Regions from separate parts of the Mus musculus genome. Here all the other regions are linked to region 3. A link is a contact called in public HiCAR-type, HiChIP or PLAC-seq and promoter capture Hi-C data. All regions are on one chromosome and are shown on one strand. The core of a region is the stretch at or near the end of the contact, and the rest is flanking DNA. Distances in the headings are between cores, read along the strand shown. Region 1 holds the start of Slc9a5 (solute carrier family 9 (sodium/hydrogen exchanger), member 5). Region 2 holds the start of Kctd19 (potassium channel tetramerisation domain containing 19). Region 3 holds the start of 1700082M22Rik (a long non-coding RNA gene). Region 4 holds the start of Cdh5 (cadherin 5). Region 5 holds the start of Lrrc29 (leucine rich repeat containing 29). Region 6 holds the start of Cbfb (core binding factor beta). Region 7 holds the start of Plekhg4 (pleckstrin homology domain containing, family G (with RhoGef domain) member 4).

What was found. HiCAR-type assays count read pairs that join an accessible place to other places. HiChIP or PLAC-seq counts read pairs in DNA pulled down with a chosen protein or histone mark. Capture Hi-C pulls out chosen DNA fragments and counts their contacts.
Region 1: an H3K27ac HiChIP or PLAC-seq map of extraembryonic endoderm stem cells shows a contact between it and region 3, with 6 times the contacts expected there. The contact joins the promoter of Slc9a5 here to the promoter of 1700082M22Rik in region 3. A contact is called at or near these places in 9 of 39 promoter capture datasets (the C10 cell line, the HPC-7 cell line, cranial neural crest and 6 more), 4 of 115 datasets of contacts at active chromatin or transcription factors (astrocytes, extraembryonic endoderm stem cells, kidney and 1 more) and 1 of 9 other capture datasets (embryonic stem cells).
Region 2: a contact with region 3 is called in an H3K4me3 HiChIP or PLAC-seq map of embryonic stem cells, with 2.3 times the contacts expected there. The contact joins the promoter of Kctd19 here to the promoter of 1700082M22Rik in region 3. A contact is called at or near these places in 1 of 39 promoter capture datasets (embryonic stem cells) and 2 of 115 datasets of contacts at active chromatin or transcription factors (embryonic limb bud and embryonic stem cells).
Region 4: a contact with region 3 is called in a promoter capture Hi-C map of adipose tissue, with 2.7 times the contacts expected there. The contact joins the promoter of Cdh5 here to the promoter of 1700082M22Rik in region 3. A contact is called at or near these places in 1 of 39 promoter capture datasets (pre-B cells), 2 of 115 datasets of contacts at active chromatin or transcription factors (bone marrow-derived macrophages and microglia) and 2 of 9 other capture datasets (adipose tissue and liver).
Region 5: a HiCAR-type map of astrocytes shows a contact between it and region 3, with 4 times the contacts expected there. The contact joins the promoter of Lrrc29 here to the promoter of 1700082M22Rik in region 3. A contact is called at or near these places in 12 of 39 promoter capture datasets (3T3-L1-derived adipocytes, the C10 cell line, the HPC-7 cell line and 9 more), 1 of 484 Hi-C or Micro-C datasets (LSK cells), 6 of 115 datasets of contacts at active chromatin or transcription factors (the SCID.adh cell line, T-cell acute lymphoblastic leukemia, astrocytes and 3 more) and 1 of 9 other capture datasets (embryonic stem cells).
Region 6: a contact with region 3 is called in a HiCAR-type map of astrocytes, with 5 times the contacts expected there. The contact joins the promoter of Cbfb here to the promoter of 1700082M22Rik in region 3. A contact is called at or near these places in 20 of 39 promoter capture datasets (the 3T3-L1 cell line, 3T3-L1-derived adipocytes, the C10 cell line and 12 more), 5 of 484 Hi-C or Micro-C datasets (B cells, CD4 T cells, embryonic stem cells and 2 more), 25 of 115 datasets of contacts at active chromatin or transcription factors (the 230-238 cell line, T-cell acute lymphoblastic leukemia, astrocytes and 17 more) and 3 of 9 other capture datasets (adipose tissue, embryonic stem cells and liver).
Region 7: a contact with region 3 is called in an H3K4me3 HiChIP or PLAC-seq map of embryonic stem cells, with 2.3 times the contacts expected there. The contact joins the promoter of Plekhg4 here to the promoter of 1700082M22Rik in region 3. A contact is called at or near these places in 4 of 39 promoter capture datasets (cranial neural crest, embryonic stem cells, liver and 1 more), 1 of 15 datasets of contacts at CTCF or cohesin (embryonic stem cells), 5 of 115 datasets of contacts at active chromatin or transcription factors (bone marrow-derived macrophages, embryonic stem cells, large pre-B cells and 1 more) and 1 of 9 other capture datasets (embryonic stem cells).

Annotation. Positions count from the first base shown.
Region 1 is chr8:105,346,685-105,350,090 of GRCm38.p6, forward strand. Slc9a5 (solute carrier family 9 (sodium/hydrogen exchanger), member 5) reads left to right here and starts at 1,574. Exons shown (of 16, transcript NM_001081332.1): 1 at 1,574-2,888. The coding sequence starts at 2,693. Fhod1 (formin homology 2 domain containing 1) reads right to left here and starts at 1,286. Exons shown (of 22, transcript NM_177699.4): 1 at 969-1,286. The coding sequence starts at 1,169. It overlaps Gm46049 (a long non-coding RNA gene), which reads left to right. Exons shown (of 4, transcript XR_003947441.1): 3 at 1-154; 4 at 391-972.
Region 2 is chr8:105,412,068-105,415,319 of GRCm38.p6, forward strand. It overlaps Kctd19 (potassium channel tetramerisation domain containing 19), which reads right to left and starts at 1,435. Exons shown (of 16, transcript NM_001301173.1): 1 at 1,387-1,435. The coding sequence starts at 1,389. It overlaps Lrrc36 (leucine rich repeat containing 36), which reads left to right and starts at 1,555. Exons shown (of 14, transcript NM_001170788.1): 1 at 1,555-1,643. The coding sequence starts at 1,574.
Region 3 is chr8:104,640,039-104,643,080 of GRCm38.p6, forward strand. It overlaps 1700082M22Rik (a long non-coding RNA gene), which reads left to right and starts at 1,712. Exons shown (of 3, transcript XR_003947594.1): 1 at 1,712-1,845. Ciao2b (cytosolic iron-sulfur assembly component 2B) reads right to left here and starts at 1,690. Exons shown (of 5, transcript NM_026753.2): 1 at 1,511-1,690; 2 at 1,273-1,352; 3 at 930-1,055; 4 at 482-527; 5 at 1-48. The coding sequence starts at 1,652.
Region 4 is chr8:104,099,976-104,103,258 of GRCm38.p6, forward strand. Cdh5 (cadherin 5) reads left to right here and starts at 1,650. Exons shown (of 12, transcript NM_009868.4): 1 at 1,650-1,757. All of the region lies in intron 1 of Gm29682 (predicted gene, 29682), which reads right to left.
Region 5 is chr8:105,324,447-105,327,908 of GRCm38.p6, forward strand. It overlaps Lrrc29 (leucine rich repeat containing 29), which reads right to left and starts at 1,822. Exons shown (of 7, transcript NM_001368408.1): 1 at 1,781-1,822. The coding sequence starts at 1,804. Tmem208 (transmembrane protein 208) reads left to right here and starts at 1,931. Exons shown (of 6, transcript NM_025486.3): 1 at 1,931-2,028; 2 at 2,605-2,700. The coding sequence starts at 2,023.
Region 6 is chr8:105,168,518-105,171,980 of GRCm38.p6, forward strand. It overlaps Cbfb (core binding factor beta), which reads left to right and starts at 2,157. Exons shown (of 6, transcript NM_001161458.1): 1 at 2,157-2,536; 2 at 2,789-2,875. The coding sequence starts at 2,459.
Region 7 is chr8:105,371,915-105,375,014 of GRCm38.p6, forward strand. It overlaps Plekhg4 (pleckstrin homology domain containing, family G (with RhoGef domain) member 4), which reads left to right and starts at 1,358. Exons shown (of 23, transcript NM_001364406.1): 1 at 1,358-1,948; 2 at 2,839-2,985. The coding sequence starts at 1,905.

The DNA.
Region 1 (3,406 bases), core at 324-2,823, 710 kb after region 3:
GCAACGCGAGGAATGCAGTTTAGAGGCCTGGAGCCTAGGGCACATTCCAGGGGAGACCCCGGGGCTAAGGGCCATGTTTACGCAACCCCGCGCCCAATTGTGGCACCCCATCAACTCCCTCCCATCTCCCTCACAGCTCCCAGCTAACCCGCAGGTCAGGAACCCTGGGGGGTGGTAGTGTGTATGCCTCTGGGAGTCCTGGCCCGGAAAAAGCAAGCCGGAAAGGGATGCCTGCGGGGAGGTGGAGGGGAGGCCAGCAGGAGGGGAGGGGTGGTCCTGCTGGACATACGGAAAAATGCCTCTCTAACTGAGCAAAGTCGGCCTAGGAACGTCGGCAACTAGGGTAGGCCAGCGGTTTAAAATTAGACTGATCCACCCCCTCCCTTCCAGGCGTAGGCCACCAGCGGCGGGCCTAAGGGACCATGGGGGCGGTGACGCAAAGGGCTTTCCCACCCGGGCAGCCTCCCATGAGCGCACGGCCGCTTCCAAGGGACTCCTCTCATCCTGGCTGGGACTCCAGTCTTCAACAGCGCTGGAGAGACTGTATTCCAAGGACCCAACCCAGCCGGTAGCCTCGATCCCTTCTATGATTGCTCCCTAAACCCGCCCCTCTTTGGGGCCCCGCCCCCGACTACCTGGAGCAGGTGGAAGTCTGTCCCTTCCCAACTCCACTTCCCCAATCCGCTACAACCACAGCAGCAACCCTGGCAAAGAGGCAGCGAGGGGACTCCAAGCACCTCTTCAGGAGGGCCTAACTTTCAAGGGAAGCCCGAGTGGAACAAATCACAAACTCTCATTTGGCTTCTATACTGTCCCCTCAACTTGAGTCTCCCCCTGTAGGCAGAGGAGCATAGACCTTAGGACCCCGGCCGGAGACTTTTCTGGAGGCGAGCACCCGCCCGTGACGATCTCTCTCCTAGAAGCACTGTCTGTCCACCGCCCACCTCAACCTCCGCAGCGCCCCTCACCTTAAGAGGCGCCCCCAGGAGTCGGTGCAGAGCAGGGATCTGCGCACTCAGGGGCAGAGCCCCGTCCAGGCTGCAGGTGGGGGCCCGGCGTGGTTCCGGGAAGTTGGCACAAGCGAAAGGGTCGGTGTCTTCCAGGTACTGCACTCTCACAGTTACCACGGATACTGGGTCCCCATCCCCGCGCTCTTCCTCGCCCGCCATGGCTCTGCCACCGGCTACCGCTGGACGCCTCTTGTGTCCCCTGCAAATGCTGCAACTTCAACTCGACTAAACTTTGCTGTTAGGGCCGGGCCAGGCTGGGCCGGACGCTCGCGGCTCGAGGGGCGGAGCCAGATGAAGGTAGGACCAAGGAAGGGGGTGGAGCCAAGACTGAGCGGCGAGCGCGCGCTCGGGGTTAACCACCGCCGGAGGCGGCGCTTGGGCCAGCCACTCAGAGAGCTGGTGATCCCGTTAGTTCCATTGCTAGGAGGGCGGGAAAACCCGAGCTCCCGCTCCGCCTCAGAGCAGAGGGCGGGGAGACTTTCTTTAGATTTGGTATGGGCGAGGCTGCAGCGGATCTTTGTAAGGATTTTTAGGGCAGATGGGGGGGGGGGGGTAAATCTCTTCGGATAATCTGGGTAGCTGGGCCACTCTCAAGGGACGAGATGGGACTAATTGCTAGCTTGAAAGACAAATGAAAGCATTTCTCTCATTTGGGGAAAGCAGTAAGAAGAATCTCTTTCAATGTGGAATAAGAAGTGGAAATAGATTTTATATTTGAAAGAAGAGGTGGATTCAGTCCCCTTTAGCTGTGGGGGCAAAAAAAAAGAGGACGGGTGCTCTTTCTCGAAAAAGAATGGGATGAGTCACTGTGAGGAGGCAGGTAGCACATGTTTTTTCGGCTTGGGTGATGAATGAAAAGTGGAGACATTCTTCGGTTTGGGGCGAGATGAGTCAAATGCCCCAAGTTGTTCCTAATTTAAAGGGAATTCCATAAGGTCCTCTCAGATCCATGGAATAGGCAAACAGTTCCCTGTAGTTTGAAGGAAAGGGAAGGCGGCGCCTCTGGGCTCTGGAGAGATGAGGAATAGCCAGCTTTTCAGCCTGGAAAGAGCCGGGTCCGTCCCGGCCTTGAGGTTTCTGGGTACGTTGAGAGCACCGTTGTCCATTAGGCTTTCTGGGTGTGCCCAGTGCGCGTGCGCAGCTGTGGTCCGGTAGGGGGGTCCCAGGTTTTGGAGATCGTGCTGGAAGGCGGCAGCGCACCGCCCCCTGCGGTTTTCTCAGCTTAGCACTGGGACCCGCAGCCTGAGCACCTGGGACGGGTGGCCCGCTGCTGGGCGGTGTTCTGCAGTAGCTGCGCTTGTCTCTGCTTCCCGAGACCCCCGTCCTTCTTGGTGCTCCGGGACGCGGTGGCTGGTCACCTTTCTGAATCCGGAGGAGAGGCGGTTTAGGAGAGCACACTCGAAAGAGTGGGTTTCAGGACTCGAGGGGTTAGGAGGGTTATGCTGGGGAATTTCCGGAGATGAGATTAACCTAGAAGAGATGGAGGAGGGGATCCTAACTGCTAGGATCCTGGGCAGGGTCTCGGGGTCCGGACCTGGCCTGGGGGTATCGGAGCTCGGATTGGGGGGAGTGAGCCCCACGTGCCTGTGACGCGGGGGCGCCGGGTAGGCGGCGGCAGCGGCGGCGGCGGCGGCGGCAGCGACGCGGGGCCGGCGGCCGTGCAGTGCCCGGAGGACAGCAAGATGCTGAGCGCCGCACTGCTTCTTCTGCCCGGGTTGCCCCTGGCGGGGGCGGGGGCCACAGAAGAACCCACCCAGGAGTCCGGGCCGTTGGGTGAGCCTCCTCCAGGCTTGGCGCTCTTCCGCTGGCAGTGGCACGAGGTGGAGGCGCCCTACCTGGTGGCCCTGTGGATCCTGGTGGCCAGCTTAGCCAAAATCGGTGAGTGTGTGTGTGTGTGTGTGTGTGTGTGTGTGTGTGTGTGTGTGTGTGTGTGTGTTCGCGCGCCCGCACGCCAGGCTAGCGGCCCGCAGAGGACCCGCCCCCAAGCCCCTAGGTCTCCAGATTTGCGTCTTGCATTGTGCGGGGACTTAGGCTCCAATTCCACAAATCTGGGTTCTCTCCCATTTCCTGCTCTCTTGTGGGTCTCCCTTCTTGGTTGGTAGTTCAGGGGATTTGCCTTCCTAAGAGCTGCCTGTCGCCGCTCTCCTCTCACCGTTCCATCCTTAGACTCTTTCCCCCAGTTTCCCCTTCCCCTTGCAGTTAGCTCTCCTCAATAAACGTCAGTAAGGCCTCTCCTCCAGACGTCCAGCTTCTCAGAAACCTGTCAGCAATGAGGACGCAAGGGGACACTGAAGGGATGATATTCTCCTGGAAACCCTAGGCATTCTGGTTCTGAGAAATTTTCCTGCCCTGGAGAGACGGCCAAGAGTCTGAGATTTTAATATCTCCTGAGATAG
Region 2 (3,252 bases), core at 185-2,684, 770 kb after region 3:
AGGGGAAGCGAGAGAGAATAGTGGACTATAGGGGCATAAAAGCAGAGGATGGGACTACTTAAGGGAACAGTGGCTCATCAGAACAAAGAAGAAGGCTGTATGTGTTTGAAAATGTCACAGTGAATCCCACTAGTTGGTATGCTAACTAAAAAAATGAACTCAAAATTGCTTAAGAATGGTGGCAGTGGGAACAAGACTATTAAAGTTCAAGAAAGGAAATGCCTCCTCTTCCATCCAAAACCCACATCTCTTATTCTGAGTCAGGAAAATAGATCCTTGTATCAAACAAGAGGGACACTTCTTCTATAGTAAGCCCTGTCTAAATGTCTGAAATCAAGAGGAGCTATTAGACATGCCACTTTAAGACTAGAAGAACACTGGGTGGTCAAGAAGAGAAAGAAACAGATTATGAAATGGATTAATGGCTCAGCAGCAGAACTGGAAAAGCTAATCCAATGTCATTGAGTCCTGGGCCTTTTAAATGTGACGTAGGCTGGGCATGATAAACATGGTAACTAACGGTCCCACCTATACCAAAAGCACAGATATACAAGGATTTGATTTTTGATCTGATTTCTTTAAAGGTACATAGCTGGTTGAAAAGAAAGGTAAGGAGATTTGGAGGCTGAGCTCCACTTATTAAAAAACAGGAAGAATTTGCTTCCACATATATCACCCATGGGAGGACTCTCAAGGGATGCTTACTGGTAAAAGTTAGGAATGTAACTGTTATTGCCAGAGCTTTCTTCCCCAAAGATTGTTCAGGAACTTATTAGTGCACAACTATTTCAGTCTGGGGAGAGCCTCCAGCCATCAACAGCTTGGGAAACCTGTAGTAGTTGAGGGTCATCCATCATGACTCCATCCCAAAGAGCATCTCATTAACACACAACCTTCTTCCATAGAACATTATAGTGATAGAAATTCAGTGCCCAAAAGACAGGACTCAATGCCCCGAGCCAGGATTCTCTGACCTTTTCAGATCAGGAGTTCCCATCGTGCCTCCAAAATCTGCCCCGCCCCCCCCCCAACTGTCAGATCTGGATTTCCCCTTTAAATGTCATCCTCATCTTGCTCTAGAATAAACATGGGCTTTAAGGTACAAAGGCTTCCATCCGTCAAAGAGCTACACCTTCTTCACCCCACAAACTTGGAGCCCCCTCAAATCCTCAGCGGTGTGGAACAGTTCATCTCACAAGGCAGCATGGCATGGTCTCTCCACTTCTCAGACAAGCCCTCCCCAGATTCTTCTAAACTGGGGGCTCCTTCGGATCCTCATACCCCAAAGTCAGATCCCTAATCCCGAGGTTCTCATCTCGGGCACCAGCTCCCCCCAAATCTCCACCTTAGTGGTTTTGACGCCCTTCTCAGGGACGGGCTCCATACCATAGTCCTAAATTCCGTGGCAGACGACAGACTCGTGACCGGTCCCTCTAACGGTCCCTAGAGAACCAAGGCCCGCGGCCAGTGGGAGGGGCGGGGCCCGAGTCGGGGGCGGGGCCTGGCACGCGGGGCGGGGCCTGGCGAGCAGGGGGCGGTCTCGCGAGCCGCGGCAGGTGAGCGGCGGGCGCGAATGGCGGAGCAGTGGGATCTGGACGAGGAGTGCCTCCGCCGCCTGGGGGCGCTGACCCTGGAGCAGCCGGGTAGGGCCGGGAGGGTGTGGATCTGGAGCGTGGCTCAGAGGCTGTGAGGAAAGTATGGTGTGTGTATGTAGTCTTGGGAGCCCCAGGCAGAGGTAAAGAAGGAACTGCAGAGGAGCGCGGTTCCTAAGGCGAAGAAGAAAGAGGCAATCGAGGCAGAAAGGGTGACACTGAGGTGCAGAGGCTGAAGTAATAGGAGAGTCTAAGGCAGAGGGTGAGGCATTGAAGGAGAGGAGGAAAGGACCCCTGTGTGGCAAGGGACATTATTTGACAGAAAGAAAGAAGTCTCCACTAGTAGGAGGACATGGATGTTGGTGAGAGAGGGAAGAGTTGAGATGGGCGACTGTGGTGGTGCGCGCTGTTGAGATTAACAAGGGAGGTTAACTTGGGCAGTTTCTTAAACTTCCCGCCTAGGAGGACTTTTCAAGTTGGGTGCATTGGGAAAGGACACCCTATTCCGTTATCCTCTGTGAAGAACTTCCAGACCAAAGCCTTTCTTTGATCAATCTTTTAAAAGCTCCAAGAGGCTGTGTGGGAACTACTAAGCGATCCATCGGTCTTGAGCCCAGTGCTGTGCCCTGCCTTCCTCCTGAGAGAGCTAACCTCTGACAGGGCTGACAAGCTTGCTTTCTAAGTGTCTAAGGAAGAAGAGCGCTGGGAAAGCCTTCAGTATTCCTAATAAAACTCTTAGCTCCCTAGGAAGTTAGTGATGTCGTTATCGCCACTCGTTGGGTTAAGTGCCTTACCTGCATTTAATGTCTTATGCTGTCATGGTTCCCATTTTACAAATCAATAAAATTAGCTTAGACTCTTGCCCGGAGTCACAGCGGATGGTACAGACAGGGTTAATTAATCCAGGACTGATTCCAAAGTCTGTGCTAAAACCATAACAAATACCGAGAAGTCGAACAGGTATTAATCTTTTTTTCTGTAATCAAAGATAATAGTTTGATGAATGTATATTTATGTACACACATACAAGGTCTCATCATGTGGCTCAGGCTGGCCTCAAACTTGACACTATGCCCAGTTGTATGCAGTTCTGAGGAACCAAATCTAGGGCTCAGTGCATGCTAGGCAAGCATTCTACCAACTGGACAACATCCTCAGCCCAGCGTAAATTTTCTTTTTCTTTTCTCTTTTTCTTTTCTTTTTGTTTTGTTTTGTTTTGTTTTGTTTTTCGAGACAGGGTTTCTCTGTGCAGTCCTTGCTGTCCTCTATATACCAGGCTGGCCTTGAACTCAGAAATCCACCTGCTTCTGCCTCCCAAGTGCTGGAATTACAGGCACGTGCCACCACTGCCCAGCCTGTAAATTTTCTTTTTAAAACTACTGTGAATTCTATTTTACAAGTCAGATAAAATAAACATCCTTGGCTTGGTACACATCTGTGTCTTCCCTTCCATTAAAATATTTTTAATTAATTAATTAGTTAGTTAATTAATTAATTGGTTTTTCAGGTTGGGGTTTCTCCCGGCTCTCCTGGAACTTGCTCTGTAGACCAGGCAGGCTGATCTTGAACTCAGAGATTCTCCTGCTTATGCCTCCCAAGTGCTGGGACTAAAGGCATGTGTCACCAGCACCCAGCCTATTAAAATAATTTTATAGAAATG
Region 3 (3,042 bases), core at 462-2,961:
TCTCCAGGGCAGCTGCCACTCGCTCCTTATCTGCAAGTTGTTTGTTCACTGGGTAGGAAAAGAAGGGTGGAAAAACAGGATTAAAGCAAACTTGGGCCAGGTTGCTAGCCTCAGTATACATTATATTTCTACCAATAAAGTTCTTTTCTGATAGTCTCAGGACTCCAAGCCTGGATCAGGCTATATGCATCACCTGTACCCATAACTAGCTTCATCATTTGGAATGCCCGTCACCACCAGGGACTGCTTATGTCTGCCTCCCTCCAGTGTTTCCTGAAGCCCGACCCAATGTCCCTGTGTACTTGAGGACCACAGGAGGGTGGGTCATGGGAAGCAGGAGATTTCAGTCAGGCCAGCTTTGGTCTAAGCTGTAGTATGGCCATTTTATTCACTTAGTCCCCTGGTCCTAATCTTGCCCCCACAGATGACTGTGGCAAAGGGGAAGCCTCACCTAGTTTGGGGCCCAGCAGTCCACACTAACCTGCATGCTCGGAGGCGTGGGTCCCGGGTGTAATGTGTACATCCATCTGCAGGAAAGACAATGTGGGCCCGAGCATTTACCCGCCTGTCCTTTTCTTTTGGACACTACCTCCCAACCATCTGAACTCCCAGTCACCCCTCTTGATTCTGGCTCTTCCAAGCCACCCCAAACCCACCTGCAGTCAGTCAATCCACTTTTACCCTAGGACCTAGTCAGCGACTATTGACTTTAAAAGCCTTCCAGTGCCTCGATCGATCACGCCCATTCACAGCTCCCAGCTGCCCTTTCCACCACACTCCTATTTTCTGGAGTTTTTTCCCCCCAATATTCTTGTCACATCAACTTGGGGGTTCAACTCTGCGAGTTCGGATCCTTCCGATCTCCGCCCGATGTCCCCTCGCCCGCCCCAGTAGTTTGTTTCACCCTCGGGGGCTTGACTCCAACTGACCTTGAACCGCTGGGGAAGGGATCGCAGCAGCTTGACTTTGATGGAGAGGCCAATAAGCGTGGCCATGCTGCAGTGTGGGATGGTGGGTGTGAAGGCCACTGCTACTGTGCTCTCTGGGTCGCTAACCTGCGATGACAAGGGAGATCAGATCGCAGTGATCGCACGGCGGCCCCTAGCCCAAAGACACTCTTTAGTTTATCGATTTGGGCAAGTCACCCAACTTTTTATCGGCTCCATAAACATTAACACACCTCCCACAGATCCTCTTGGGGGCTTGTGAACGGAGAACACCAGCCTCTGAGGTACAACGGTACCTTTTTGATTACTCGAGTAAACTACTCACCTGAATCCGAACTTGCTCTACTACGTTCAATTCCTCCAGTGTCAGTGGATGCTCCGGGTCATTAATGGAGCGGATAAGATGTGCCAAGTGAAGGAAAAGGGACTCTAAGTTTTGGCCCACTCAAAATCTCCGCAGGCAACGCCTAACCGGGACACCCCTCCACCAGCGGGCTGCGCATCACTTCTTGCCGACACCCCAAGCCCCCACCGTCCCGCCAGCGCCCTGCAGCGACGGATATCGAAGATCTCCCGGGCGTCGATGCTGTCCGGCACTTCCTCATCTTCCTCGCCCGCCGTCACTGGCCGCTCCCCGGAACGCTCATAGATGAGGGGGTTAGCGTTCTCTAAGAGCCCGCCGCCGCTACCGCCGCCGCCCACCATCCCGGAACCGCGGTTCCCACAATCCCCCGGTGGTGTGTACTTCCGCTCCTTCCGCGCACTTCCTGGGAACGAGGAGAGGGCGTGGTGTGGCTACGGGGTCGTGCAAGGGACACGCCACACTCCAGGGATTCGGCGAGTAGTTTGCTAGAAGCGGTGTATTTGTCGTGCGGGCTACTCCGAAAGCGGGAAAAATGTTGGTAGCTCTCGCCGGGGCGTCCCTTCGGTTCTTAGCCGTGGGATCCTGTTGGGAGCTGGATCGCAGGAAGCCAACACCGTCTGACAAGGGCACTAAAGGCTCCTTGTGATTGGGCCTTGGGACGCTCCAGCTCGCTGTCACGCTATCGTAGAACCGTAGATCTAATGACACGCTGGTTTCCTCTAGTAGGAATCGGCAGCACTAGTTACATGCTTGTTAAGTAGATACGCGATCCTAAACTCTCACCTCAGAGCATCCTAATGTAGACCGTGGTGACCTCTAGGCCACTTGAATCTGATCTGCCCTGAGAAGGCAGCACTTAATTTATCCTATAACCCCTCCCTACCAGACTGTCTCCTTTGCTGTCAGCCAGGCTATGGAGGCCACGAATGCCTTAGCAGGCAGAAATATCATTCTTGGCATGGGTGATGTCATGTCCAGCTTGTCTAAAGAATGGGAAATTGCACATATAATTCCCACAGTCTTTTTCGTAACTCAGGAGAGGCAGGGTTGGTGGAAGACAGACTTGTGCCATTGGGACCAGCACACGTGGCCCATGGCTGACTGCTCGCAGGACTGAATGATGGCAGCAGGTCCAGAGGTCCCTCAGTGAGCCTGGATGGATAAGCTGGGGTCTTGTAGTGGGTAAAAACAGTGTTTGAAAACAAAGAGTACTTTGACAAGGCTGACCTAAAGGTCACAAGGAGGTAGCAACACCCACAGTGCGGCGCCCGCTGATAGAACAGACTCAACTTTGATGCCATCTGTACATTTCCAGTCCCATCATGACCAGTCACATGGGGAAATCTCTTTCATTTGAGTGGTATTGATGTGGGTGTCCACGCCTTCCTGCTAGTTCCCTTCGCCAAGCTGCCTCTAGGGATGCTGTGGTTTATACCCCTGGGCCACCTAAACTGTGTAAAGGATGGGACCTCTGATCCAGCAATGTAAGTTCTCCTGGGGCCAAGGGGACTTAAGGGACCTCTGAGCTCTGGGTCAGGCTGCAGCAGTTTTTCCATCTCAACCCCACTGGGATTTCCAGCACTGTCGGGAAGATTCTCACATTCATTAAAATTTTAACTACATTTGAGAAGAGGGCACATGCCACAATGTGTTAAGTGGAGGTCAGAGGACAAGTTTCAGGAGGGGTTCTCTCTTCTAGTGTATGGTTTCCAGGGATAGAACGCAGGTCAT
Region 4 (3,283 bases), core at 400-2,899, 540 kb before region 3:
AGGCAGCTCTCGGGGAAGCTGTCTATGCTGGGCCAGCCCACCTTGAGGGCAGGGAACAGAACAGATTGTGGCAGAGAGGAAAATGTGGAGCTTCTGTTTGTTCACAGACACACGCACTCGCCCACGCACGCACGCACGCACGCACGCACGCACGAATGCACGCACGCAGTAGTTGAATGCTATGGATTCCGCTCAGAGCTGAGAACAGCCCCAGCGACAGTTCCCTGGCCTCTCTCCTTACTCTGATGTCCTCATCTGTCTTCACATGGTCTCAGGACGCTAATACTCCATCCTAATGTACACTCCTTTCCCTGGGCCTCCGTTCCAGTTCAGTTCTCAGAGGACCTGGAGGGAGTGATTGGCTACACCAACTTTGCTTTCGTTCACCAAGCCCATGTCTCTACTTGGGTGTCTAATGGGCATCTCCAACATTACCTACCCCAAACAGAAAACCCTTTCTTCCCCCCACCACACCCCACCCTACCCCCACAGTATTTTCTCCATGCCCGGAAAGATCTGCTCTCTTATGGTCCCTCTTTGCCTCACTGAAAAGCAGGACAAGTTGGGGACTTCCCAAACTTTTATGCATGAAGAAACCCAGGCAATTTGCCAAAAGGTACACTCTGGGGGTCTGTCATTTACTCTGAGCCAGAACCCTGAAATTTTTACTAACCCATCACATAATGAATGAAGAGAATCTTTTTCTTTTTTTTTTTTTTTCTTTTTTTTTGGTTTTTCGAGACAGGGTTTCTCTGTATAGCCCTGGCTATCCTGGAACACACTCTGTAGACCAGGCTGGCCTCGAACTCAGAAATCCACCTGCCTCTGCCTCCCGAGTGCTGGGATTAAAGGCGTGCGCCACCACGCCTGGCTGAATGAAGAGAATCTTGACCTCATCTCCCCAGCCTCTTGGTCCTGAGGGACCCTGGTCTACCTACTGCTTTGCTGTCTTCTTAGCTCTTCTTACTTTTTTGCTGACTCAGACCTATGGCTATCTCCATTATACAGATGAGGAGACTGAGGCATGGATCCCTGGTTGGTCCATGGTCACGTGAAGCCCATCACCCAGTATTTGTAAAGTGAGATGGGCCAGGCTGGTACCTTGGAACTGAAACTCACACTGCCCTACCTGGAAGAATCTGACAGGCAAAATCTGCTGCTGAAAGTGATTGTCTGTCACGTTTCTCAGCTGCCCGACTCTGAGAACTCCACAGCCCCCTTTCGTTCCACCATACTACAGAGTCGCCACGGAAAGCCGGCTCTGTGGAGAAGCTGAGGTAGCTGGGTTTCTGTCTGGGTTACTCTGTCCAGCGAGGAAACAAGTACCTTAGACCCACTAAGCCTCTGCTTTCTGAACTGTAAAGTGGGGGATATGACACCTGCCTCCCAGGGATGGCTGAATGCTCTGGCAGAAGCTTAGAGCCCCCACAGCTACCCCTAGGCTCACAGCTCCTCCGATGAGACCTAGAATTGAGGTATGAGTTGAATACCCCAGGCAGGTCCAAGGCTTCCACGGGCCCAGGCTGACCAAGCTGAGGCCGCCCACCGTAGGGCTTGCCTATCTGCAGGCAGCTCACAAAGGAACAATAACAGGAAACCATCCCGAGGGGAAGTGGGCCAGGGCCAGTTGGAAAACCTGCCTCCCTCCCAGCCTGGGTGTGGCTCCCCTCTCCCCTCCTGAGGCAATCAACTGTGCTCTCCACAAAGCTCGGCCCTGGACAGACTGCAGTGGAGAGAGCCTTCTGCTCACGGACAAGGTAAGTGAGACTCCCAAATCCCTCTCTACTCCTGTCTCATGGAGATAAAACTGGGAGAGTCCTGGCTTGCCCGTATGGGATGGCCACTGTAGGACTCTCAAGGGAACACAGCCTCTCCGGAGCCTGAGTCTCTCTGCTGGGGCCAGGGTAGGGCTAAAAAAAATGCATATCTCTTAGTGTGCAAGGACACAAACGGTTATCTCAGAACCAATGTTCAAGAAAGACTCAGCAGCCTTGTAAGTAGACTGTCGTACTCAGGGAAACTCCAGTGACCTGGAGCTTCTATGACTACCAGGCTCAAAGAGGATAGGATTTCCACTGTCACTCAGCAAGGACAAGGGCAGAGGACTGGAGTCTGGACCTTGGATTTGAGTAGGATCTGCTTTGTGTGGGATGGACAAATAACGGCTCTGTGATTCCCTTCCCTATCTACCAGGATTAGCTCTGCCTTCTGCCCAAAGGACAATCTGGTCCAGAGCTAAAGAGATAGATTTCCCAAGGTCTGACTTATATTCCCCTGCCCCGTTATCTCTACCTACAACACCTCGAGGGACTAGGGTGGGATTTGGGGAGCTGAAAGGGGTACTCGTTCCCTCTGTCAATATCTCCCACTTTCAAGATGGGCCTTCTGAGGTTCAGCTCTGGGCACTTGGAGTCCCATTTATGAGCCCTCTTCCCTCATCTCCCCTAGACTCTCAGAGCCTGCTTTGTGTTTCGGCAGTTGCAGGCAGGAAGGTAGCCTGTAGTTTCTCCCCCAACACCAGATACTCAGAGCCCAGAGCTCAAGAATTCTTGTGGCCGTACAGCTCAGCAAAGTCTCTGGAAGGCCCTAGAGACAAGGACCTCTGAGCCAAAAGCCCAGCTCAGAGACAGTGACCCTCGGCACTGATCCCAGCCTACTCACTTCGGTGTGGCCTTGGGACGGTAACCTAAGGTCTCCAAACCTTCATTAGGAGAGGACATTTTTGGATGCAATTCTATTCACAATCTGTGGTGAGCGGTGGAGATGGTTCATGCAGAAAGAATATTCCGACAAAACAATGGCTCCTGGATTTACTATCCAGTCCCAAGGAGGTAGATAGGGTAACTCTGTACTCAGAGACAACAACAGAGATCCAGAGGAGAGTTAGTGTGAAAATTGAGTCAGAATGACGATGGGAACTTAGATTTAGTCCTCCTCAGCACGGGCTCTTCCTGGAACCTGTGACTACATGGGGTCTCTGGCTTCTAGACCATAAAGTTGTAGAAACATCTTCAGTCCTTACTTGTGATATACACTCTTGGCTCTGGGCTTAACTCCTAATGAGAGGCAGATAGATAGCCAGGGAATCCTGAGTGGATTTACCCACTACCCCATAGCCATAGGTGGCTGTGAATACCACAAAGATTTGAAACCACAAAGCACAAGTCTCACACCTCCTGTTAGGGGGTCTCACCCATGTGAAAGGAAGGGCCAGAGTAAGAGAGGCCATATACTTAGCTACCCCTGCTGCAAGCACCTCCGGGCATCTGCGTTCATTAGTTAC
Region 5 (3,462 bases), core at 572-3,071, 680 kb after region 3:
GAGGTCCCTAGTGACACTTGGACTTTAATGCCAACTGCACTCTCAATCTGAGGTCCCTAGTGACATTTGGGCTCATGTTCTTCTATTCTCTACTCACAAAGCTGACGGTTTAGACAAGGCTAACCCAGACTTCCCCGATCCCAGCTCTACTGGAGAAAGTTACCCAAGAGAGTAACCATTAGAGGCATGTGACTTCTCTCAGCTTCCGTGTCTGAAGTATATGAAGATGTGAAGGCATTTTAAAACCACCTAGATCAGTTCTTCAGGGACTGGATGGCTGTTAGCAGCATTTCTACCTTTGCAACATCACCATATTAATAGCTCCAAATTTTATCCAATGGAGCTAGATTCCTTTTACAGTTTCCTTCTATGTTCAGCCTTGCTAATCCATATATAGTCCAGTTTCAGTGCCCCTCGTGAAAAACCTGGGTTCACCACTAATCTCACAGTCCAGACCTCCATGCCTGGTTGGGCCTGCTGCTCCCAGAACACCCCCAGCCCATCCTCACTACCAACACAGCATCTCTTTTCCCGTATGTGGGGCTCTTTCTGCAAAGTCCTTCTACAGTGACTTCACTAGCCCCGCTGTGTTTTCTCCTTTCTTCTCAGATGCTAAGTACATACGCAGTACTCACCCAGTATTTACTGGACTAAAGATAGTCCTTTGCCTCTACTTTCACCAAAGGTTTGCTCAGGGAAGGGGTGGGGGATAAAGGAGATTACTATTCAGAGGAAAATGACTAGGACCAGAGAGGAGAGACATGAGGAAGAGTATGGATGGGACTGGGATGACTAAGCCCCCATCCCTAGGGGGCTAAGAGGGAAGACTGGACTAAGAGAGTGGCTGACCTATCTTCTGAATGATCAACCCTGGGAGCCATGCTAAAGGACAACATGTCTTAATGGAAAGGATCATACATAATTCATTATCCTGAGAAATGCCTTTCTAGCACTAGAGGAGTAGAGATAGGGGTGGAGTGGTCATCCCATGAGAGCACCCCAAAAGATTACTACTACTGGTAACCCATGGGGTTTACAGGGATGAATAGATACCTTCTGGGGCCAAAAGGGAATAGGATGTCACGACTCAAGGGAAAAGGCCTGACTTCCTAGGGCAACGAGAGGGGGTTGCCAACCCTCAGGGCAAAATGGATAGAGAAGCCATTTCAAAAAAGGTGCAAGACACAAAGCCTGCATCTGTATCTCCTTGCCCCTGGCTAAAGGAACAAACACCCCATGGGGTTGAATAATACAGGGGCAGCCATCACTAGGGGTCTAGAATGAGGAGCAGGCTTGTCTTACATTAAGGACATTGGGTATGGTCCCCAGAACTAGGGGGCGGGAGCAGTCTATTTCCAACTGCGAGGACGGTGGGGGAGGGGTGGAGGAAATGGAACGACCATTCCAAGGGGCCAATGGGGATAAAATTGATTACCCTTCAGGGACGGTGGAGCGGACATCTTCTAGAACTGAGGGGGAGGGAACGGCCATCTCAAGGGAAAGGGATGGGCAGTGAGTCCGTCCTCATTGAGGTGACAGAGCAGCCATCTTCTGGGGCCAATGGGTAAAGAGGGAATGGTATCCCAACCGAAGGGGTCGAAGTGGCCCCAAAGAGGACCGTTACCCAGAGTTTTCAGGTCGTGGGATCCGCCGGGCGGCTCGTTTCCGCCTGGCGGGAGGTGCCGGGCGAGCTGTCAGATAGCCTTTCCCCAAAGCTCGGGACCCCGAAGGCGGGGCCTGTCCCCGACCAAGGCCTGAAGGACCGCTCGCTTCCTCTCACCTCCAGAGGCAGCGAGTCCGCCATCGCAGTTCTGCCGTCTCCGCCCCCACGCAAGGTTTTCTGGGAAGTGTAGTCCCACCGACTCAGGGGGCGGGGCTTCGGAAGGAAATGAAATCCACTTCCGCCCAGGAGCGAACGATTGCGCTCTTTACCGGAAGTGCATGTGCTGCCGATGTGGTGTCTACTGACTGCAGTTCCAGTTACTCGCCCTTGTTTCAGTGGCTGGGTGTCTGCTGCGCACCATGGCGGTAAGGGACAAGGCGTGGTCTGCACCGGCAAAGCTTTCCCGATGTTGGGAAAGTAAAAACAGAAGGGCTCGAAGGCATAAGGCACTGGGCCAGAGAGGGGCGCCACCCAATGGACTGTGCTAGACCGAACGGGATGCGGGGAGAGTGGCCGTGCAGGACTACACCAGGACTAGTGTTGGAGGCTAGGGCGGGCGCGGGCGAGGGTAGTTGCCAGTTCCAGATCTAAACCACTACCCCAGAGGGACGCCATTAAGTTCCGCTGGAGTTTTCCCGGAGAGGATCTCAACCCAAAGCTGAACCTTACGAGGAAAGCCAAAGAAGATACTAACGTAATTTGAATTGTTTTGGGGTGAGCATTAGGCGATCATAACTGGGGGTACAGTAAAGTCGGTGTCCTAACTATATTAGGAAGATGGACTAGAGGAGTGGTCGGTATCTCAGGGATTGCTAGGGTTGACAAAGCACGCTAAGGACTTGGCTGCGGGGTAGATAAAGCTGCAGGTAACCAGGCTGGTACAGGGAGTGAGGAGGACTGAGGCAAAACAGCTCTGACAGCATCTCACCAACCCTCCGCAGCCCAAAGGAAAAGTGGGTACCAGAGGGAAGAAACAGATATTTGAAGAGAACAAAGAAACTCTCAAGTTTTACCTTCGGATCATACTGGGAGCCAACGTAAGTTGCTTGCCTTGTGCTTTCTCTGCCCTCTCATTCCTATCTGATTAGGAGCGCTGGCAAATGACAGCCAAGGCTCCAAAAGAGAACGTTGTAAAGAAATGAAGCCAGGCAGACACCAGCCTGTAATCCCTGCACCAGGGAGGCTCAGGCAGAAAGATGGGCGGTTTGAAGTTAGCTTTGAGTAACAAAGAAATCCTATCTCAAAAAAAAAAATTAAAAATAAAAATAAAAAGGGGTGATGGGGTTAATAAGTGAAGCTGGCCATAGTGGCATATAACTGTATTTCTAGCTATTTGGAAGACTGAGGTCAGAGTGTTGAGTGGTAACCAGAGCCCCACAGAAAGACTGAAGTCTCATTCGAGAGAGTGAGAGCAGGTGTAGCGCCGTGGTGGAGCCCTTGGCTAGGCTCTGCCAGCATCGCCAGCAAACACTGCCCTCCTCCCCCCAAAGTATCCAGGGACTGAGTGGTCAGAGCACTTGTCGCTCTTACAGAGGACCTCGGTTCCACTCCAGGGGCACCACATGGTAGCTCGAAACCTTCTCATTGAGTGGATCCAATGCCCTCTTGTGACCTCTATGGTACCAGGCACAGCGTCAGGCACATGGTGCACATAGATACATTGCAGGCAAAAACACTCATACATGTAAAATGTATTTTAATTTTAAACCATTTAAAAAAAAAAAGTAGCCAGGCACAGAAGAAATATGAACTAGACATAGAAGCAAAACATGAAGAAATGAAGGGGAAACAAAGCAAAA
Region 6 (3,463 bases), core at 907-3,406, 530 kb after region 3:
CAGTGGTGGTACACACCTTTAGTCCCAGCACTTGGGAGGCAGAGGCAGGTGGGTCCCTGAGTTCCAGGCCAGCCTGGTGGACAGAGTAAATTCCAGGACAGCTAGCATTACACAGAGGAAACCCTGTCTCAAAAAACCAAAAATAATAGATAAATAAATGAATGACTAAGTGAAAAGATGGTAAAATAGCTGAAGATCCATCGATAGAAGTTGTTGGCATCCATTCATGCACCTAATCTGTTCTATAGGCTTGGGGTGGGATGGAGGGTGCCTGCCCCAAGAAGGAGATAATTCCATATTTGCTAATGGAAGGAGTATGTCTTTTAAAACCATCAACCTAATCACCTCCTTCCTCCTTTTTTGATTCTCTTTTTTGGCACAGGTCCTCGGCTCAAGAAATCTTCCCACCTCGGTGGCCAAAGTCGCTGGCACTGTAAGTACGTGCTGCTTACAAATTTCACTGCTAAAACCCCTGACCATGAAGGCTGGGACTGCAGCTCAGTGGTAAAGCGCTTGATGAGGTGAATCCCTGGGTTTGAACTGCACCGCCTAGACTGTGGTGGTTTGAGTGAGAAATGGCCCTCCCGTAGGCTCAGATGTTAGAATACTTAATCCCCTGTGATGGCACTGTTGAGGTGTGGCCTTGCTGGAGGAAATGTGTCCCCAGGGCCATCTTTGAGGTTTCAAAGCCACTGGCATTCCTAAATCTTATTCTGCTTTCTGATTAAAGATGTGAGCCCTCAGTTTCCTGCCTCTGTCACCATGCTCCACCGTTCAGGGATTCTAACCCTCTGGAGTGGTAAGCTCACACAAACTCTTCTTATAACGTGCCTTGGACATGGTGTTTTATCATGGCAGTATGTTTTACTCAAAACACACACACACACACACACACACACACACACACACACACACCACTCCCACCAACAAACCTTTAATTTTGGGTAATCAACTCTCCAGACTTCAGTTAAGATGATTAACCCTCCTAGTTTGTTAGGGACTGAGCAGCTTCAGAAGGCTTGGGGGGCGGGGGGAGGTCATTGCTAAAAATGAGAGCTGTCTATGGCAAACTAGGACAGTTCCTTACCCACGTTTAGGTCCCTATCTAATAAATGAGATTGGGCTGGACTAGCAGTGAAATTCTGCCAAAATCTGTATTCAAGCAGGCATTAACAACTGACCTCAGAACTGATTCCAGTGACTTATGAGTATCTTTTCACAATCCTTAGCATCTGGCCAGCTGCTGCCAAGAGTTGGCACTTACCTGCCATCCTTGAACTGAACTTTTAACAAACTGCGATTTTTAAGGATCAGAGTTTATTGAGGGTCAGCTTTAGCTCAAGCTCTGCTGCAAACCCCGAGTCTGGTTTTCTTCTGCTCTGGTAAGTTCTCTAGAACTTGCAGATCTTGGATTTTTTTTTTTTTTTCTTGTTTGATTGCACATTTGGGTAAAAATATGGACTGGCAACCGGTTACATATAATTAAGATAGTTTTCCTTTAAATGATGTGCTAGATCTACATAAACACTCTCCTACTAACGCCATGAACTTATGAGTGTGCATTTTAGAAATTACTAATCTGAGACTTACTGGTCTGGTACTTGTCTAAACCTTGTCTGCAGGCAGAGCTACACGGAATCCTAAGGCCAACCCCGTTTCAATAGCCACCACCTTTTTACACCATGATTTGGTTAGATGCTTACTTCCACCTTTCAGTGCACAGTCCACATCCCTCCCTGTATGCAAAGTCCTCTAAGATTTAGGTTTCCTTGAATTCAAGTGGCCCTTCTGGGGGTGACTCTGCGTGGCTGGCTGGGGAGCCAAGAAGTTCCAGATCGCTCACAAAGGGCCAAAAAAAAAAAAAAAAAGGTCTGCGGGTCCGCTTCTAGTTGCTAAGAGAGGGGCGGATCCCTTCTGGGCGGGTTGTTCGCAGAGAAGCCCGCGGACAGGCAAGGGGAAGTGCTGAGGAAGGAGCAGGGTTTCACTGCAACCCAGCGGCCCCGCAAGCGGGTGGGTGGCGCATGCGCGGCGCGGGTCGTGGAGTTGTGAATGGTGCGTCTTGTTTGCTAGAGTTTGAGGCGGGCGGGCGCGCGAGGAGGAGAAGGAGGAGGAGGAGGGGTGGGGCCGGCGCGGGGCGGGAGAGCGAGGAGGGCGGCGAGAGGAAGTGGCGGCCGCAGCCGGGGGAGGCTGGAAGCTGTGTCTGCGCGGGCGGGCGGGAGGGAGGACGGCCGGCAACGGCTGAGGCGGGCGGCGGTAGCGTGGGTTGGGCTCCAAGCACACGGCCGCACCTCAGCCTCCCTGGAGCGGGAGGCCACGCGGGCGGGCTCCTGAAACAAAGAGAAGCGGGAGTCCGGGTGCCGCGGGTGGGCGGTCAAGGCGGTCAGCACCGGAGCCCGCCAGCGGGTGCCCGCGCGAGCCTGGGGAGCGCGGCCGGCCGGCGCGGCCTGAGGGCGGGAAGATGCCGCGCGTCGTCCCGGACCAGAGGAGCAAGTTCGAGAACGAGGAGTTCTTCAGGAAGCTGAGCCGCGAGTGCGAGGTGAGGCGGTTGGGGAGGCGCGGAGGCCTCGGCGCGCCCCGAGTGGGCCCGGGGAGGAGAAAAGTTTGAGCGGCTCGGTTGCCGGGAAGCCCCCGGGACGGCGCGCCGGCCGAGGGGGAATCTCGCCCCGGCAAGCAGTCCGCCCACAGGCTCTGCTTGCCCTTATCGGAGCCGCGGGGAGCGGGCGGGCGGGCCGGCGGGTGCCGCCGCGGATTTGACTCCTGATTTCGGGGCCGTCTCTCTGCCTTGCAGATTAAGTACACGGGCTTCAGGGACCGGCCCCACGAGGAGCGCCAGACACGCTTCCAGAACGCCTGCCGCGACGGTCGCTCGGAGATCGTAAGTCGCCGGGGAGGGACCCCCCCACCCTACCCCCGGTGCGCGCGGGGAGGCCGCGGGGACCCAGGCGCGCGCCAGTCACTTGTTGCGCGCGGCCCCGGGCGTGTTCCGGACGGCGCCGCGGACGCTGCGGCTCCCGGAACTGAGCCGGGGGCGCAGGCTCACTTCCTTAGTCCGGATTCGAAAAGCAAGAAAGAGGCAGATGCTGGCGGGGCGGCTCGGCTCGGCCCTCGGGCGGACCCGCCTTCTCCTTGGCCCGCCGCGATGGTTCGGTTCGTGGGATGGTTTGCGTGTCCTAGTGCCGGCTCGGCAATCCGAGCGGAGCTCCAACCGGAGCTTGGCGGAGGTTGTCGCCTAGGCTGTGACCTCCGCCAGACATCGGGGTGCTTGTAGGAAGGATACAGCCCTACGTGTAAAGAATCATTGGAGGGGGATCAGCGATAGGCTTGTTTCTGAGAAGCGAGATTGGTAAATCTATATGAGAAGCTATCTCCCAGTACAGCCGAGAGTAAATCTATTCCACTTATCTGTTGTCCTAATAGAAGAGAGAGACTGTCCTAATAGAAGAGAGAGACGAGAGAAAGGGCC
Region 7 (3,100 bases), core at 108-2,607, 730 kb after region 3:
CCTTATGCTATCCACAAAGCTATCTCCCTAGCTTCCCTCCATCTTAAAAAAACAACAGGATCTTGTTATGAAGCTCTGTCTTGTCTGGAACTTTTTTTTTCCCCTTTTTTTTAGACCTGGCTAGCCTTGAACTTGTGTATCGTCCAGCCCTTTCATCTCAAGCCCTAGATTAGAGGCATGCACTCTTTGGTCACAATGAGGGCCGTTCTACGTCAAAGAAGGTGGTCTGAGACAACAGGGTTTTAGTCAGCTCTGTTTCCCCATGCAGTCTGGGACCTAAGAGAAAAGGCTGTGATGCCCCTGGTGGCCTTGAATGCCACTCCCAGGAGCCTGGGTTTATTTGGGTCAAAGATGAGAGGGGTCTGGGAGGTTTGAGAAATCAGTTGCTTTGCTGATTACAGTGGTCCTGGCTTAAGGGACTTAAGTCATACACAGACTTAAGGGAATGTATCCCCAGATCTCCAAAGCTAAGGAGTCGCCTTTTCTTTTCTTTTCTTCCCTTTTCTTTCCTTATGGATGGATGTTGTCAAGAAAAGAGAGGTAGGGAGGGCTGGGGAGGGGGGAGGGCGGAGTGGGGGGGGGGGCTGTCCACATTCTACAATCTCAGTGGAAAAGACTTCTCTGAGTAGATTCAGCAACCAGCAGAACCAGAGATGGCCTTCGTGAGTCACTGTTCAGACTTGCAAGCTCAGCTCTGGAAGCCCGCTGTGGTCAGCCACCCCAGGTTGGCTCCAGGCCTAGCCCCCCACTGTCCCGCACTGGGCCAGTGTCTGTCCCTGTTGCTGTTCCATGCCTTTCCCATCCCAGATACGTGTGCCTCACAGCTCTCTGCCTCTTCTGTCTGAGTCTGTCTGTCAGTCATTTTCTCTAACCTTGGTTTCCACGTCACCCACGTGGGAAGAGTTCAGGACGGGAGGGGCGGTGTGACTAGTCTTAGATACCCCTAAATATTTATTCTGTGCCAGGCCTGACATACAGAGCTCGAAATATCAAAGTGGACAATATTCAGTCTGCCTGCTTACAGGGCACATTCTGTGTGGAGTGAGAAAACCACAGCCTAGTTCTGCCTCTGTCTCAGCACGCGTGCCTGCGCTCCCCCAACCGCCTGCTGTGTTCAGAGGGCCTGGGTCAGTTAGGGCCTGAGACCTGATGCCTCTTATTTGCTTCATCCCTGGGAAGGGTTATGTTCCTCCCGGGAAGTCCATCTTCTTACAGCTCCTGGGGGCCTGGCTAGTGGGTGGAGGTGAGCCTCAGAAGCAGGAGGGAGGGAAGGAGAGAGGGAGGGAGGGGCAATGACTCAGTGGGGGTGGCCTGGGACAAGAACCAAGGACAGAAGCCAAGACTGGACCTGATGCTCACTGAAGCTAGAGGAAGGAGAGATGGAAGACATGCCTAGGAGCTGGGGCTGGAGAAGGACAACTCCAAGGCCAGCCTTGCCCCTTGCTCTTCAGAATCTGCCTTAGAGTCAGAGATGGGTGGGGACGCCTGTTGTTTCTACCATGGCTGCAGCTGATAACTAGATTCATGAAGGAATCGCCTGACTTAGAGCCAGGGAAGGCATTATGTCCAGTGTCCTCTCCTCCCAGGGACCAAGGCCATGGTGTGGGGGCTACATGCCTTTGTCTGGTTGCACAGATAACCTTTTTCTTATGATCTTTCCACAAATTCAAGAGTGTTAGGCCAGGCCCACTTCCTCCAAAAGGACCCCAGACTTTAGAGTTAAGAACGAGTAGGGGTCTCCCAGCTATCCCAGTGTCTTTCATCAGTTCAAGATTCCCTAACGAAGGGTGAAGTGGGAAGGCAGGGCATGAACACAGATATCTGATCCATCCATCAGGATTTCCCTGGTCCATCGGGCAACCCCAGGAGAAAAGAATGCTTTTCTTGTCTTACAGGAGAGGAAGATGAGGTGCAAAGAGAAAAGGGTCCCTGGAACAGCCCACAAGAGGTGAGTGATGGAACCAGATCTCAGCTGGTCTCTGGCCCCAGGGCACCAGCTTTCTTAGCCACCCTTTTCTGTGGATAGGGAAAAAGAACTCAGGGAATGAGGGTTTGAGCCTTATGTATGTTGGCAGGCCTGGGTCAATTCCCACCCAGAGACATAGCTACCTACCCTCTTCACCTTCCGGGTTTAACAAGTCATGGGATGTCACCGTTTATCTCTAATTTATTTCTCTGTCTTTTTGTTGTTTGTTTTATTAATTAAACCTGGGGGCTCACACAAGTCAGGCAAGGGCTCTGCTACTGAGTTACACCTCACAGCCCATCCAACCTGTTCCGTGGTGGGTGGGCCTGAGAACCTGAAGGGGAGATTCAGGCTACAGAGGAGTGGTGGTCCCTCCCACTATCCGTGAAGATTATCCACACGCAGCTACCAGGGCATAGGGAGTCTCTCTGGAGACGGCCCCTAATCATGGACTCACATGTGTGTGTGTGTGAGTGTGTGGTGGTGGGTGGTGGGACAGCTCTGAGGACCACGAGGGCTTGAGTGGTCCTCATCTTGTACATGGAAGCTGGGCAAGTATTCCCATGTCCCATCACGGGAATGGTAAAGGAGCCTTGCCCTCCTCCCACAAGGGCGTCCTTTGCTTCGTGCAAGAGCCTTCTTTCCATCGGCAGAGCCACGGCTCACTCACCCTTTCAGACAGTTCCAGCTCTGAGCACAGTGAGCACAGTGGAATGAATGTTGCCGGGGTCGGCAGAATGAGAAGTCAAGGGAGGGCTCGCCAAGTCTCCGAGGCACTGAGAGTAGGAACCCAGCGGCCGGCGGGCGCGGATGCTCTAGGCAGGGGGCAGTAGGCGTGGTCCCAGCTCTCCTCCGCACCCTCGGCCTTGCAGAGCGGCGCCTTCCGGAAGAACCTGTGATTCGGTCCTCCAGCCCCTAGAGAGCGCCGCGTCCACAGCGGCCTTGCGGCCCTTCGAGCCACCAGAAGGTGGCGCCCTTGGAATCTGGGCAGCCTCGCTGTACCCATCCTCGAGGCTGCGGTGCGTTTGTTCTTCGTTAGTTCGACGGCTCTGGTGGTGTAGCCTCCCGGCTTCAGAGTTCCCCACTGCACGTCCCAGGGGTGTGAGTGTGCGGGTGACCCGTGTGGGGCCGGGA